2 separate regions of the Capra hircus genome follow, and region 1 is linked to region 2. Evidence: chromatin contacts called from public Hi-C data. All regions are on one chromosome and are shown on one strand. The core of a region is the stretch at or near the end of the contact, and the rest is flanking DNA. Distances in the headings are between cores, read along the strand shown.

Region 1 (3,482 bases), core at 548-3,047, 140 kb after region 2:
CATCTGGGTAGACCCAAGAATCTCTATTTTAACTAGATACCCCAAGAGACTGAGGAATAAAAGTCAACACCGCTATAAGGGAAAAGAGGTCTTTGAAGGATTTCAAAGAGGATAGAATTCTTGATCCCTGTCTTAGGAACCTCTTAGGTTAACTTGGAAACAAGAAAAAAGGTAATTATAATGATGGGCAATGACTGTTAATTCTTAGAAGTTCAAGAAAGATATTCTTAGTATTCTAAGAAAAAGGTGTGGCATATTTGTACTTGTGATTCTTTAGCCATGAGGATATTAATATTGGTTTTTTGGCATTAAGTTATTGAGCATGTTCTTTAAGGTATCAGGATGGCCTGTATTGGGGCATTTCCTTTGTTTCAAAAACATTGTTTTTGTAAAAGTCACCTTTCTGAACAGAACTGAAGGAAGAGTACTGATCCATTCATGCGCTAGCTCCAGCTTAGACAGGAGCTTTTCTATTTCCTACTTATTTATTTTTGGCTGTGCTGGGTCTTCACTGCTGTATGGGCTATTCTCTAGTTGCAGTGAGTGGGGCTATCCTCTAGTTGCAGTGAGTGGGGCAACCGCAGCGAGTGGGGCTATCCTCTAGTTGCAGAGAGTGGGGCTATCCTCTAGTTGCCATGCACTGGCTTCTCATCGCAGTGGCTTCTTTTGTTGTGCACTGCAGGCTCTAGAGCAGGAGGGCTTCAGTAGTTGCAGTTCATGGGCTCAGTAGTTGTGGCTTCTGGGTTCTGGAGCACAATCTCAGTAGCTGTGGCGCACAGGTTTAGTTGCTGCTCAGCATGTGGGATCTTCCCAGACCAGGGATTGAACCTGCATCTCCTGTTTTAGCAGGCGGAGAAGGCAATTGCAACCCACTCCAGTACTCTTGCCTGGAAAATCCCATGGATGGAGAAGTCTGGTAGGCTGCAGTCCATGGGGTCGCTAAGAGTTGGACACGACTGAGTGACTTTGCTTTTCGCCTTCTTTACCACTGAGCAACCAGAGGAGCCCCAGGAGCTTTTCTTGATGAGCAGTTAGTTTCAAATCCAGTACAGCCCTACAGCTAACACAGGTTCTTGCATGTGCAGAGGAGCCTGGGGCTGATTTGTCTTGCGGTGGTTGGGAGGCTAAGATGCTACTCTGTGCTGTTAGTCTCAATAAGCAGCCACTGATGGCCTAGTATGTGCCCAGGCTCAAGTCCTCGTGCATGAGGAACTCAGAGTCTTATGGGATGTGGAGAAGATAAATACACAAATAACACTGTGTGGTCAGCACTGATAAGTGGATACTTGGGCCACTAGTGGGCAGAGAAAGCCTCTATCCTGGCCTGGGGGATGAAGGAAATGCTACCAGAACCTTAAAAGATGAAGAGTATTCTACTTGAAAGGTAGAAGGGCATTACAGAAAAACCAGCAAAACAGAGCTCGGCTGAAAAAAAAGAAACAAAAAACCAGCCTGGGTGTTTTTTGTTATTTCTTTTTTGAGGGGGGATGGGTGGAGCAGGGGTGGGGAGTACAGAAACTCCAGGCAGTTCCCTTTTGTAGAAGCCTGTTAGGAGCAAGATGGGGCTAAATACCGAGGAGGGACTGTGGGGGTAGGGAGACTTATATGTTGGGGAAGGAATTTTGGCCTTTCCCCTTTAGACAGTGGGGAGGCCTGATTTATAAACTGTAACACAATCACCATTCCTCAAGCCTGGGGAGGGGCACCAGCTGGGAATAGTTTCCACTCTGGGCCCCCAGCAGGTGCAACTCTTCTCGGTGACTCTGTCTCCACTGGGGCAGAGAGAAGGGAGGAGGAAGGAGGCAGGCCCACCCCCAACCCCACACCAGGCCTGCCTCCTGCAGCTGTTTTATGCCCTGAACACCCCTAGAGAGCTGAGGCCCATCAGTTCCCTGGATGTGAACAGAATGGCAGCAGAGGCAGCCTGTTTTAGAAGCTAGACTACCTCACAAGCTCATGTTGCCGCGTGGAGAGAAAACAACTATCTAACTGTAAAATCTGGTCCCATAAACATCTTTTCAAAGAAAAAGTTATCATTCTTTAAGAGCTAACCTTCCTAACCACTTCAGTAGAAGGTATTCTTATCCCCATGAGAGAGGTGACAAAATTGAGACCCAGAAGGTCGGGTAACTTGCCCAAGGTCACACAGACAATAAAAGGCAAAACCCATACTGAAACCCAGGTTAAGACCTTTAGACCTAAGAACTGGAAAGAGTCTGCTACCCCCAACCTTAATGTAGAATTCAAAATAAGAGATCTAAATTGCAAAATAAATGTCAGGAAGCCAAAGCAGTTTTGACCTTTTTTCCCCCAAAGCGATTCCTTGATGTTTTCTAAAAACATAAATTATTTTTTAATTTGTATTTTCTCATTCTTTAACACGCACACTTAGTAATTCTTTAACTAAGTTAGAGTTTCTCACATCCGTAGGGGCTAAAGTCTAGAAATTGTCTCTCTGCCAAGCTGCCTTTCACAAAATTTTTCAAGCAGTTTCATAAAACTTTGACATACTAAAATGTAAAGCATTTTTAAATAAAAACAAACAAACCAGCAAACAGCTCAAAACTGTTTTTTGTCACCATTTCGATCTCATAAGTTCCAAATCAATATGAATGGCTCTTGGGTCCATCCGTGTGCCCAGGCTGGAAATTTTTTTTTTTTAACCCCATGTTTAACTCCATTCTCCTCCTACTCCCACGAGGCTCTTTAATCCATTTTCCACACCACAGTGATCTGGTTTCCAAATGTGCTTTCATTCTCCCGCTCAAAACTCATCGGTGACTCTGCATGACCCACAAGATAAAATCCCAATCTTGAGACGCCCCCCAGCCTCCCCTCCCCTCTGCCTCTCTGGGACTCCTACTTCCCTTTCTTTCTCACAGCAATGTGAGATTTTAGTGAGAACACTAAATGAAAACACAAATCACCGGGCAGTTATGAAACTTCTTCCCCATTAGACCACCTAGCCCAAGCCTGGGATGGAGGGAAAATGTTGGCAATAGTAGCCTGCTGGCCAGAAGACAGAGTAATGATCTTGCTTGCTCAGACCAGAGCATGAAAACCCCTTTTCAAACCTTGCCTCAAAGGTTGCACCAAAGTGAGAAACCTAACAATGCTTTCATCAACCTATCCCTTACCATAGCAACATGGGTATGCAATGGCCTTGGACCCTCCTGGACAATATATTATTATTTGCATTTAATAACCATTGTGAAACATAACATTTGGATACTGTTAATTCTAATCCATTGTTCCTGGCCCCATCTCAGTATGTGATCCAAAGAAGACTGGCATCATGGGTCCCATGCAGGAACTGGTCCATAAAAAATAGCCCAGCATATCTGACACCAAAACTCAAGTTAACCCAATTTTTCAAGATTACAAAACACACTATTCAATTGAAAAGATGTGATTCTTAAAAAATAGTTAAACAATGCAATTGAGCTGAATGAAGTATGCTGGTAGGTGATAAAGGATAGTGA
Region 2 (3,482 bases), core at 603-3,102:
AAGAGATACATGCAAAATGTCTATCTGCCATTCCTTTCTACTTTATTCTTACAGCTTTGGTGATGCCCTGTGAACATTCAGTGGATCCATGATGTGTGGGAGTTTAGCAAAACTCAAAGGGATACAAAGTAAGCATGTTGTCTACAACTAGATAAGCAAGGGTACTAATACCCCAAGAAAAGTCACATTTTCTATTAAAATATAACTTTCTTCCCAGAGGAAAGGCAATCGATTCTAAGAAACATGAATTACCAAAAAGTCTACCACATCTTTTCTTACTCATGTTACTTCCCTGTATTAACTAACCACTTACGATAAAAGTGACAACAGAAGGAAAGGGAAAGACAGAAGATGCAGCCACAGGTCCTTTACCTTTCAGTTCTGCCAAATCAAAGGTAGAGACTGTTGGTAAAATGTGCAAGACCTAAATAAAAACAGCTGAGTAAGTTTTTACACAGTGTTTTCCCTGTTCTGGTAAGAATGAAATATACCTGTATAAGCTATGAAGGGGACGACAAAGGATGAGATGGCCGGATGGCATCACTGACTCGATGGACGTGAATCTGAGTGAACTCCAGGAGTTGGTGATGGACAGGGAGGCCTGGCGTGGTGCAATTCACGGGGTCGCAAAGAGTCGGACACAACTGAGTGACTGAATTGAACTGAAGCTATGAAAGAGCATCAATTTCACATAAGAGTTAAATAATCATATATTGGCATTTAAAACTGGCATTGTACCATATAAAGATGAACAGTAAAATTCATGCTTAATATTAAACAATTTCAATTGTTCTTTATTTAGAATGACATTAAAAAGTAAACAAACATGACAAGCTAAGAGAAAGATCAAAGAAGAAAGAAAAATACTTTTTGTTTTAGTAACTTTAATAGCACTTTTTCCTGCCTTCTGAACTAGGGACTTTGCATTTTTATTTCTCAATATGTCCTGTAAATTATGTAGCTGGGCCTGCACCTGTTCAGATAAACAAATATGAACACGGCATGTGTTTTAACAAAGATCATCAACATTAATACAGAAGGTGTTCAGTTAAAAGCTGGGAATACAATGATAAATAACAGAATAGTCGCATATATAAAAGAGGAGACAGTCATATAAACAAATAATGACAATATTACATGACATATGTTAAGAAAACCCTGAGGAAAGAACCTAAGAAAAAGTGTTCATCATAAAGGGAATTGAGCTGTGAAAGAATTTTTCACTTGAGAAAGGGAGTAAGAAGGAATAAGATCTGTATATACTAGATAAAATACATTTATATAATTTTAACAAGTTTTAGGATGCAAAATAGCATGCATAATGATGAATACAGGAGATGAACCGGGAATGCAAATTAGTACACACATTTACATACCGAGTCAAGTTTAGATTTTAGCAAAGAGAAGCCATAGATTATGCGCAGAAGAGTGGCACAATTTCTGCTTCAGATTAACTTCTGCAGAACAGGAAGACAGAGATAAGAGGGAAAAGAGATGCTACTAAAGTAAGTAAAAGTAATTACCAATTATTATTAAAAAGTATTAGGAGATTATTTAGGATCTTACTACAAGCAATTTTGGTGGGATTGTGGAGAGGGAAAAGCTGTGTTGAAGGTAAATGGACTTCTTCCCAGAAGATGCTTGGGTACAGTAGGAAGCACTGTAAATATATAAGAGAAAGATCTAATTTGCAACATTTTCCAGATTTATTTGACCAAAACACATTTTTTGCCAGGACAACCTATTAGCATCTGAAAGAACTGTGGAGAAAGTAAGTTTTATAACACTGTTCTATGAAACAGAAGGCCAGCACTAACAGGGAAAGGCAGAGGGCAGTAGAGGACTTAAGATCAGAGAAAAACTATACCAAAAGTGAGAAACAGGAAAGAAACCTGACTGAAATATTGCCAGGCTGGGTTAAAGGCCTAACTACATATATAAAACACCTGTCTACTAGTTTATACAATTTGCAGATATTTAAATTCATTCTGGGTAGGGGATTAACATAATGAATATCTCAATAGGGTACTGGATGGCATCACCGACTCGATGGACATGAGTTTGAATTAAGCTCCAGGAGTTGGTGATGGACAGGAAAGCCTGGCATGCTGCAGTCCATGTGGTTGCAAAAAGTCAGACATGACTGAGCGACTGAACTGAACTGAACACAACAGTGATGATACTGGTGAGTGGGAGAGATAAAACTCAAAAGAGGTTATACAAAAAGATTAGGGATAGATGAGAAAACTAAAGAAGTGAGAAAGATGTATACAGATATTAAGGAGATTTTGGTCAGAAGTAGAACCATTTCTGAACCATATGAGTAGCCGTGTCAAAGAAAGTTGAATACCACTGGAATACAGAAATTAAGGAAAAATAAACTTAAGATGTTAAGTAACCTTCAATGTTATGCTTCCAACTGCCTGATATGATATGAAGAATTATACCAATGATATATCAGTGAATACAGGGGAGTGACACAGACGTTCCTAGATTGAAATGACAAAGTCAGGTAAGAAACAGCCAGTAGGGTACCAATCTTAAAAGAAGAGAAGCTGTAGAGGAAGACAGAAGAATAGACAGACACTAATTAGAAAATACATGGGTCTGGTTTTCTGGCTTTAAGGAAGCAGCTGTGAGGAAAACAAGCTACACACCTCCTTAGAGGATTTAGAATAATGCTTCCCAGTTTTTTTTTCCTAACGCATCCAAGAAATAGAATACATGTCCAATAGAAAAAAGAGAAACACAAGAATGGGAGATGGGAAAGGCTAGCTGTGAGTGGTTTAAAAGACCTTCCAAAGCATTATGAAATACCTTCCTAAGGAACTGTACCTCTCATATAGCGAGAATCATTGGTTTAAAACTGGCACTATCACAGAAAGCATAAATACAATTTACAAACACAAACTAGCCATTTTTTACCTGTATGACAGAATACAAGACACTCAAAACAATATCATAAGTGGCTATAAAAGTACAGCAGCTCTTACAAATTTTTCAGTTTAAAAAAAGATTTGTTTTGAAGATACAGCATTAGCTAACATATATATGTCTAATATGCCCATTCATTTATCTTTTCAAATCTGTAAAGTTAACACAGTCTGGTAGTGTTTTCACTTTATTTCTTGAGACACCTTGAGTGTATGACTTGAGTAAAATGACACAAACGGGATTGGTTTATGAGAAGAAAGAAGAGACATATTTTTTGGTTCATTGCCTGGGTACTAGGGTATGTCTTTAGCCTAAACCAGCAGTTCTCAAACTTTTTGACCTCAGGATGCATTTATGCTTCAAAAAATTACCAAGAATCCAAAGAACTTTTGTTTTTGTGTATATAGCTATTGCTATTTACATCATTAGATATTAAAACTGAGAAATTTTAAAAATACAAGAATACACTGTTAACTTATTCTATATAAGGCCAGTATTACCCTAGTACCAAATCCAGAAATTACAAGACAACTATACACCAATGTCTC

Evidence for each region. A called contact is a pair of places that touch in the nucleus more often than the background predicts.
Region 1: a Hi-C map of blood shows a contact between it and region 2, with 3 times the contacts expected there. The contact joins two enhancer-like sites. A contact is called at or near these places in 2 of 5 Hi-C or Micro-C datasets (both in blood).

Annotation. Positions count from the first base shown.
Region 1 is chr3:27,150,469-27,153,950 of ARS1.2, forward strand. No RefSeq gene overlaps it. Among named protein-coding and RNA genes, the nearest start is that of FAM159A, 51 kb to the left of the region's middle. Within about 2 kb of position 1,798, at least 1 of the 5 cell types and tissues checked has an H3K27ac peak or open chromatin away from gene starts, as enhancers often do.
Region 2 is chr3:27,006,894-27,010,375 of ARS1.2, forward strand. All of the region lies in intron 1 of ZCCHC11 (terminal uridylyltransferase 4), which reads right to left. Among named protein-coding and RNA genes, the nearest start is that of TRNAW-CCA, 37 kb to the left of the region's middle. Within about 2 kb of position 1,853, at least 1 of the 5 cell types and tissues checked has an H3K27ac peak or open chromatin away from gene starts, as enhancers often do.